2 separate regions of the Anas platyrhynchos genome follow, and region 1 is linked to region 2. The links are chromatin contacts, called in public Hi-C maps. All regions are on one chromosome and are shown on one strand. The core of a region is the stretch at or near the end of the contact, and the rest is flanking DNA. Distances in the headings are between cores, read along the strand shown. Region 1 overlaps RAD51B (RAD51 paralog B). Region 2 overlaps RAD51B (RAD51 paralog B).

Region 1 (4,090 bases), core at 161-2,660, 56 kb after region 2:
CTGAAACTAGATCATCTATGAAGCAAAGTGCACTACCAAGGCCACACCCTAGCATTTGATAATTTGTTCTGTGACCTGTATTTGATCACATTTGGGACTTCGGTTTTTTGAAGGAAACACACCCAGATGGGGCATTAAATGAGAGGTCAAGCAGGTGATATCTCGGAGCTGTATCATTGCTGGACTGCCCCAGTGATTTACAATATTAACTATCTTGGATTTGATAGTGGCAAAAGTTACAAGACAGACTCCTTCCTATAAGGTAAGAACAAAGTCACCTTTGACACGGTACTCGTTTCAACTGTCTGTTAAGAGATCACCAGAAGCAAGAAAAAAGGAAATCCAAACCAACTGTCCATTTCATAGTCCAGTAAAATATTCTGTAACACACTAGGAAGAAAAATCGCCATTTCCCCACTTTCTTTATGATTTGGCCATACTGGAGCTACCACCTTCTAAGTCCAGAAAAAAAAACACTCTTCTCTTAAGATCTTTTATGTATATATATGAGAATGAATAAACTAAGAGATCTTCATGGAGATGGGAGTATCAGAAATGCTAACACACAGTGCATTTGAAAATATATAGAGAATATATATATATCAAATCTATTGCATAATTTTTCATATACTGATAAATTACATTCTGCTGTATCCTACCACATACTGTCAAGAAATTCATTCCCCCAGTGAATTGCATGCATCACTGTCACTAAGAATGTGTTTTTAAGTAGAATGTACAATACAATGCAGTAACTACGTGTATGAATGGGAATGCAAAAATCCTTCTGCCAAGTCAAATTTCACAAAAGAAAATGAAGGCATTCTTTTGGAACTTACCTGGAACACACAGATATTTAAAAAAAAAAAAAAAAAAAAAGAGAGAGAGGAAGAAAAAAAATGAGTGCTTTAGAGAGTATAAGATGTTGAAATCCTGGTTTTGCATCTCGTTGATATCACGTGCCCTTTCCAGCAGTAATCTTTTACCCTGGGAGACACTGACTCAGAGGGAAGCATGTCTATAACCAAACTGCCAACAACTGCTGCCGAAGCATGTGGTGTTACCCACACACACAACCATCGGATTAGGGGGGTTGCCGATCCATTTACTGACCAGCCTCAACCTTACTTACCTCGTGAATTGTGACAAAAATCACAGCCTGAGGTGATGTAGCTATGTAACTTGCGCATTATGCACCTTTCTTTAAGTGGAGTCATTAAAGTAAGAGTAAATGGAGTAACCTAATAATGAATACATCTTGCAGGGCCTGAAAAATGTGAAAACAAACAAACATTTCATAATACATATAAAAAGGCTTTTCAATTAACATCCTGTTTTGAATACATGGCTGATCCACAGCAGCCCCTGGCAACAGTCTGCCAACATCTCAGCACGGCATGCTTAGACACTCCTGGCAGTGCTTCCCTCCCTCTACACATCAACAACAAGCCTATTTATTATCCAGCCTGCCTGATCTACAGCCCAACGCAGCCAGAACCTGAAGCTATTTCCTTAAGATTGAATGAGTCAGGACATGAAAATGATTAATCAACATGAAGAGGTTTAAAGGCTGTGAGAAAACTGCTCTAAGTAAAACTGCTGTGAAGCAAGGGTTGCGTTTGGAAAGTTGGGGCTTTCCACAGGCCAACAGTACTAGGATGCTTTGTTATTTCTCTCTCAGTGTTGCGATGATAGCAATAGACAGACAGACAGAAGGACTATCGGTCTTTGATACTACATGCAGTCTGAGAGACCTACAGGTACAGTTTTATGACCTTTGGCAGGCAAACAGCCTTGCTGTGGTCCAGGCAGAAGGGAAACTGCATCAGCACCATGCCAGGACCAAGCTACCACACAGTGCCTCTGCTCAGGTTCAAAGTGGAAGCAAAGCAAACCCATGTCTACCTGAACTACTGACCTGGTGTGGAGGAAAACAGCATGTAATTACAATAAACGAGGAAGACTTTTTCTGCAGTAAAGAGGGGCCTTGCACCAGCCTCCATTGCCTAGCTTACAAGAAATAAAACAAAGGAAGCTGCTGCTACCTCACTCCCACACCTTCTGGAGGTGAAGTAAGGCCCAGCTTGGACAATAACAGAAAGCAAGGATGCTAGTTGCCATTCTAGTTGCTCATCCATGCAAATCATATAGCAGTAGGATACTAATTTTAAAGCATTAATGCTTTGAAAGAAGCCTGGCACTGAAGAGTTGGTAGATTTTAAAGTTTCTGTATCTTAAACAGCTACGATGCTGTGGAGCATTGTGTTATTTAAAGGGAAGAGAAAGAGGTGAACAAAGTCAACGGTTCTGAGGGCTGACATTCAGCTACTCACTCTACTGGGAAAACGTGGGTGAAACAAAGCAAAACACAGGCACAAGTAAATACAGCTGGAAAGTATTTGCTGTCCCTTAATTAAAAAAGAAAGGTCTCCTTTGCTACAGTAATATGTTTGCAGTAGTGAGAGTTCTTACTTAAAACCCCCTTCATTTATCTGTTGTGTATTTATCTATTTTGCAATACGCATTTGAATGTTGAAAACATTTACGTACGCATACACACACCTTATCCCATGGCAGTCTGTCTAGTTTTAAACAAAATGTATTGTTTCCAAATGCTGCTATTGCTATAGCTTTAAACAATGAGAGCTTCAGTACAGAGATTAATTATTGAAGGGACAGGGCAAAATAATCTTTTCCATGCTCCCTTATCACAGGGCTGCCAAACTACCTCTGGCTGAGTTCATTGTCCGCAAACATCATGTCTTCAAGTGCTGAGTAAACGACGGCGTTTGCAACTTTCACCAAGCTAGTAAGGTCCAAGATCTCCAACTCCCATCACATGAATATGAAAGGGCAACTAGGTGATAGCAATTTCTGTGTCCCCGTCACCTGGCAATAAGCAGCGATCGGAATGATTATAGTTTATTGTGTTTTGGCTGAGCGAAGTAAACAGTCACTGATAAGATTAGACTCCTGATTTAAACTTAGGAAAACAAAGCCTTTTCCTTGCCCCATCTTTCTTTACTTCTTCCTTGTGTCCTTCACATGGGTTAAACTGAATTACAGTTGTGCTGTTTATTCAGCAAATCTCTTTACAATTGCATTTGAAATTGCCAAGGCTCATCATCTTACACAGATTCAAAATACAGACTCCTACACCCGGTGCAGTCTCCCTCTTTACAGCTCTTAAAAGGTGGAGAAAATCAGGCTTAAAAGCAGATTGGAAGTATCAGTGGGTGTCTTAGAGCACACAACTCTTCATTCATAACACTGGTCAATGTGGCCAATCCTAAAGATATTCTTACTCAGTGCTCATGAGCACTATCAAGCCATGTGCAGGGAGGGGGGAGAAAAACAAAAAACAGTGAGAAAACAGTGGTAGTGAATATAGTTAAACTGGGCCTTTACCTCCTCTTTAACAGCTGACCCTGATGAAAGAGTTTCCTTAGAGACTTTAAGGAAGGCTGAATTTATAACATAAGAACTCCTGGCAGTTATCAGCACCTCAAATTATGAAGTGATTTTGACTAGCACAGAGGATCTAGAACCACAAATCCCGCCCTACTTTCTTGGCTCCCACCTCCCTTGCAGGCTGTTCCACAGAACCCCAGCAGGCAATTTCTCTTCTTCCAAGATGACCAAGTTCAGCAAAGCACAAGCCCATGTCTTCTCCCTGCTAGTGCTTGTATCCATGTACACACACACAGGACTTACAGGGTTCTACAACTCCCTGCAGTCCCTGCCAGACTTGCTGTCTGTGAACACATGAAAAACCCACAGAAGAAGTGGCAAGGTATCTTGCACGCCTTGCATCTTCTGTTTAGTGTCATGCAGTCCTCCCAGACACAAGTAAAAGGCAGCTTTAGATCGAGATAGATGATCTTCACAAAGACAACACATACTGGAAAAAGCTGCTTGCCAAAAGGCCGATTTCACCTTTTACTGATGGGTTGCTTCCCTCAAACCAACATAGAGGACTGCTTACAAGCTCGGGTGGATTCAACGCCAATTCTGGGTTTATCAACTGTGAAAATATTCTCTACTGGTTAAAATGCAATTTTTATTGTAACTATTCCTATCAGGTAAAGAT
Region 2 (4,249 bases), core at 1,556-4,055:
AGGCATTCTAACAGACCTTGCCAGACCACAGATGTGTTGTCATATCCAAAGCAAAATCCATGTAGCGTATGAATCAATTTGAATATAATGCTAGAGACTAAGGTATGTATTGGCTGCAAAAGAACCTAACTGTTCTTATTCCAGCCATCACGCTGATTTATTCTCCCTTCAGAGGAAAAAAAAAATCCAGGGAAAGAAGAAAGGAAAAAACTGCCAGAGCCTTTCTAGCAGAACCCTGGTGAGCTGAGGCCTGTTATTTCCCTGTCTACAACTGAGAGATCATCACCTTCAGGAACAATCCAGGAGAAATACAAGTTCATTCTGGGCCAGTCAAACACAAACCAAAGCAAATAGCTGGTGTTAATATTTATGTCCGTGTGGATAACTACTTCAAAATTAAAGAATCTAGTTCCGTTCCATCCTAAATTTGGTGTCAGCTTCAACATCACACACATAAACAAGATACATGAATGTTAAATATTTAATCTTGTTTTCTCCCACAACATAGCACTGGTATTCAAACCAGTGCTCCTGAATCCTAGCAATTTTTTTTTTTTTTGAAATAAATCAGCTAATAACTATGATTCTTTGCAACTGTGTTAAATGTTTTACTGCTTTTTTATTTTTTCAGACCTATATCTTTTACTGTTCAATTCTTAACCTTAACTGTAAGCAAATACATATTGCAGGTTTTATACATTCTGACTTGAAGTCTACTCGTAAAACATGAAAGATAAATGTAATGCACAACTGAACACATCACAGCCCGTGCATAAAGGTCCTTTACACACTGTATTGCACACAATTCACTTCCCTTGATTGCCATACTTTTAGGCTGGAATGCAATACCTGCTTAGCAGCTCTACAGCTGTATTGTTTAGAAGCTTGGGATAAGAAGTGAATCATACTGTATTCAACAACTCATATCTACTTAGCACATAAAAACAGTATATACATATATACGTATGAACAACAACCCAGTGAACTCTGTCTCAAGGGTCCCTTGTTAATTGAGCACCCATCCTAAAAATCAGTAAAATCTTGATTATGGCAAGACATTTACAACACTATAGTGTGTTTATTAAGTGTATTTTATAACAGCCAGAAGCTTGTGGGTTTTTTTCTCTTTGTTTTGTTTTTAAGTGGATAGCTATGAAGTACTTGCACTACCTTTCTGCTGTTTCTGGATTTATCTTTCAAAGTTACAGATGCAAAAACATTGTGGAAAACCTAAACCAAAGTTCATTCGAAAAAGAGAGTTTAATCCAAATAGAATCACAACTAAATAAAGCCATAAAACCAGAAACAGCTCTAAGTACACTGTAAGGAGCCCTTAGATTAACTGAGTTTGCAATGAATTCTGAAACACAAATAAATTCTAAGCGTACCTTTTGGGTCTTCTGGCAAACAGACTGCATAGCCTAGATTATTACCCATATGGGAGCTTTGCCATATTAAGGGAATTAACGTGCTGCTTGGCTTTTGATAGCATGAGTTCTTAAATGACTTTAAAGGTTCTGGTGTCTCAGTTTTGCTTTCCATATTAAAGCTGGCATAGCTAGCAGTAGTGGCTCATTTTGGAGGACATGCACAATTTCAGCACTGGCTTGGAAGAATGTGTTGCTCAGGGATGCACGTGTTCTCCATTTGAGGAAACCACTGAAATAAATATCACTGAAATAAATATTTATCAACTCAGCTATAACCATTTCCCCTTCATACTGGACAGTGCTGGACAACAGACTATATGGAATGTTAACGACTTGACTATTCATTCTTTTCATATGCCTCATTTAATTGACTAATGTCACATCAGATATACGCGTGGGGGGGACTTTTAAGTCCCACCAGCTCCAGTACAGTAAGAAAATCTGTTGCTTGTGTTTATTTTCCCAGTAGAGATCTACATCCCACTTTCTCTGCAAGGTAAGGAGCTAACTCTCTCAAAAACGATGATTTAGATTCTTATGTCATTATTTCCCAGAGGCAAAGAAAGTGTAACTTCAGGGGATCTGAAGTGTGACTGAATTTTCAGACATCTGTGGTAGTACCTTCGCTTCTCTTCTGCAGGTCTCCCGTTCACACACAGGACTTTTTGTTAGGTTCAGCGACATTCCACACCAAAGTCACATTTCTCAGTGTCTGCTGTGCCTGCTGCCTTGTACAGAATAGCCTTTAATGAATCGACTTCGCCACTAACCCAACAGCAAAAATTCTCTATTATTTTGTGTGCTGTAACAAGGTGGATGTTCCCCTTAAAAGATTTTATCAGTGATGTAATTTCCTAGTACAATCATGCCGGGAGGTGGGGCCGGGGGAGGGAAGAAATATTGTCTGAGATCAGCACCAAACCTTGCCTCATCTCCCAAGGGTGATGAATCACGCACCCTGCTTAGAATAAACATGTCCCGAGTAAAGGGGACTGTTGGATGGAGCAGATGGAAAACACCCTAAGCAGAGGATTTTGTTTGTCTGTAGACGCCAGCCCAATACATAAAGAGGAAAAGTCGCTGCTCTGTGATTAAGTTGCTGTCCCAAGTATCTCTCAACCCCTTCACAAACAACTTTTTTTTTTTCCCCTTTGTAATCCTGTTTGTAAAGTATTCAGATTAGCATTTATCTTTGCGTTGTGAGCATCTTGCTGTTCTCCATGGTCTATCTATTAGCTGGTTAGTACCTAGAAGCGCGTATTTTGCATAAACATCCACTTACGTGATTTTTTGGATGGAGGCACCAACGGCAAGGGAGGTGGGGAGAGAGAGTGTGTGGAAAATGTTAGAATCGGAGAGGGGAGCCAAGACCGAAATGGGGTCAGCAGCAGGAAGGGGAACGGGGTGGAGAGTGTCTGCGTCAAGCTGAACCGCCTGATAGAGGGAACAGCAAACAGGTCAGCGCTAGCAGGGTGTCACGATTAGTCGGCAGGACAGCACGAAGCAACGAGCATGCTGTGGGCATGCGAGGAAGCCACAGGACAGACTTTACAGAACACTTTAAATGGTGTATTTTATACATTTGAAAATTGGATTGGGATAGAATAATACAGTAGAAATTAACTCAGCACTGCTCCACGAGCCATCATGGTTCCTTTTTTCTCTTATTGCTCAAAGACAAGTCCAAAGCTCTCACAGGCAAGGCTGCAGAACTTATAGACAGCTCTAAGCAATTTTAATGCTTTCCTTATGGGGAAAAAGATGCTAGCATGCCAGCTGAAAAGCACAACAGCAAAAGACCCCTTGAAACTTCTTCATACAGCAATGAACAGTTACCTGTTTATGTAATGCTCCTGTACTCCATCAACTACACTAGCTTTTGATAAGTTTCTGATAATCTTTTATTACACTGTGTTGATCATGTTCTCTAAAATCCTCTGTGGAGGTTTTTGTAGTCCTGCTTTATCAGCTCAATCTCAGAGACTGATCTTTTCATGGTTTAACAGGGCTGTAGAGATCAATTGGAAGCTTTAGTACATAGCTGTTAAATACCTCTCCATAAAGACAAATGTTCTCACAGGAGATCCTCCAGATTACTTCCTCACTTCACCTAAGAAGCAAACAGTGACCTGTCTTGGCAGAAGGGATGCTTATTCTAATTAGAAATCTTTCCACAGGTCTACTTCCTCTATCACACAATAAAGCAGTAAGGTAAATTTGAAGGGATGAAGGGGTGAATAGACAACTATGAGGGAGTCAGAAGGTGTTAGAAGGATGATAGAGCCATCTATACCTTTGTGTTCAAGTGATATTAAAAGGGATTAAATGTCCCAGTCAACAAGCACAGAAATACTGGTGTAAATTCAGGTGGAATCCTGACTTCTTGTCTTCTAAACAATGCTTTCCCCATCACCCTCAAAAGCTCCAGTGATTTGATTGCAGGCTCAAGACGGCAGCTTCAGAATTTCATTTTTGTTTGCACTGGGTAGATGCCACCCTTTTTAGTCTCCTTTACTGTGGATTTCACAAATAGTTGCCATCCGCCAGTGGGTTTCAGGCAACTGCCAGGAGAGTCGATTCACCAGCTTGCCAGCCCCCTGCCACGCTCAGTTAGCGATCCATCCCAAGCACAAGGGAGCCTGTGCTTGGCAGAGGCGAGCTGCAGATAGTTGTTCCCTCCTCTCCTTGCTTTCTGGGTTAAGTCTTTCTGCTGACTGATGCTGACCAGATGGGCTCTCGATTTTAATAGTTATGTGAAAAGGAAAAATGATGTCTCCTGATGTACTTGCGCTGAACAGAAAACCCACCTCAGGCTGCAA

The links. A called contact is a pair of places that touch in the nucleus more often than the background predicts.
Region 1: a Hi-C map of subcutaneous adipose tissue shows a contact between it and region 2, with 2.1 times the contacts expected there. The contact joins two enhancer-like sites. A contact is called at or near these places in 3 of 8 Hi-C or Micro-C datasets (liver, skeletal muscle and subcutaneous adipose tissue).

What each region holds. Positions count from the first base shown.
Region 1 is chr5:37,686,396-37,690,485 of IASCAAS_PekinDuck_T2T, forward strand. All of the region lies in intron 8 of RAD51B (RAD51 paralog B), which reads right to left. Among named protein-coding and RNA genes, the nearest start is that of TMEM229B, 180 kb to the right of the region's middle. Within about 2 kb of position 1,411, at least 2 of the 8 cell types and tissues checked have an H3K27ac peak or open chromatin away from gene starts, as enhancers often do. A contact at or near this core is called in subcutaneous adipose tissue, where this site is marked.
Region 2 is chr5:37,629,151-37,633,399 of IASCAAS_PekinDuck_T2T, forward strand. All of the region lies in intron 9 of RAD51B (RAD51 paralog B), which reads right to left. Among named protein-coding and RNA genes, the nearest start is that of ZFP36L1, 230 kb to the left of the region's middle. Within about 2 kb of position 2,806, at least 1 of the 8 cell types and tissues checked has an H3K27ac peak or open chromatin away from gene starts, as enhancers often do. A contact at or near this core is called in subcutaneous adipose tissue, where this site is marked.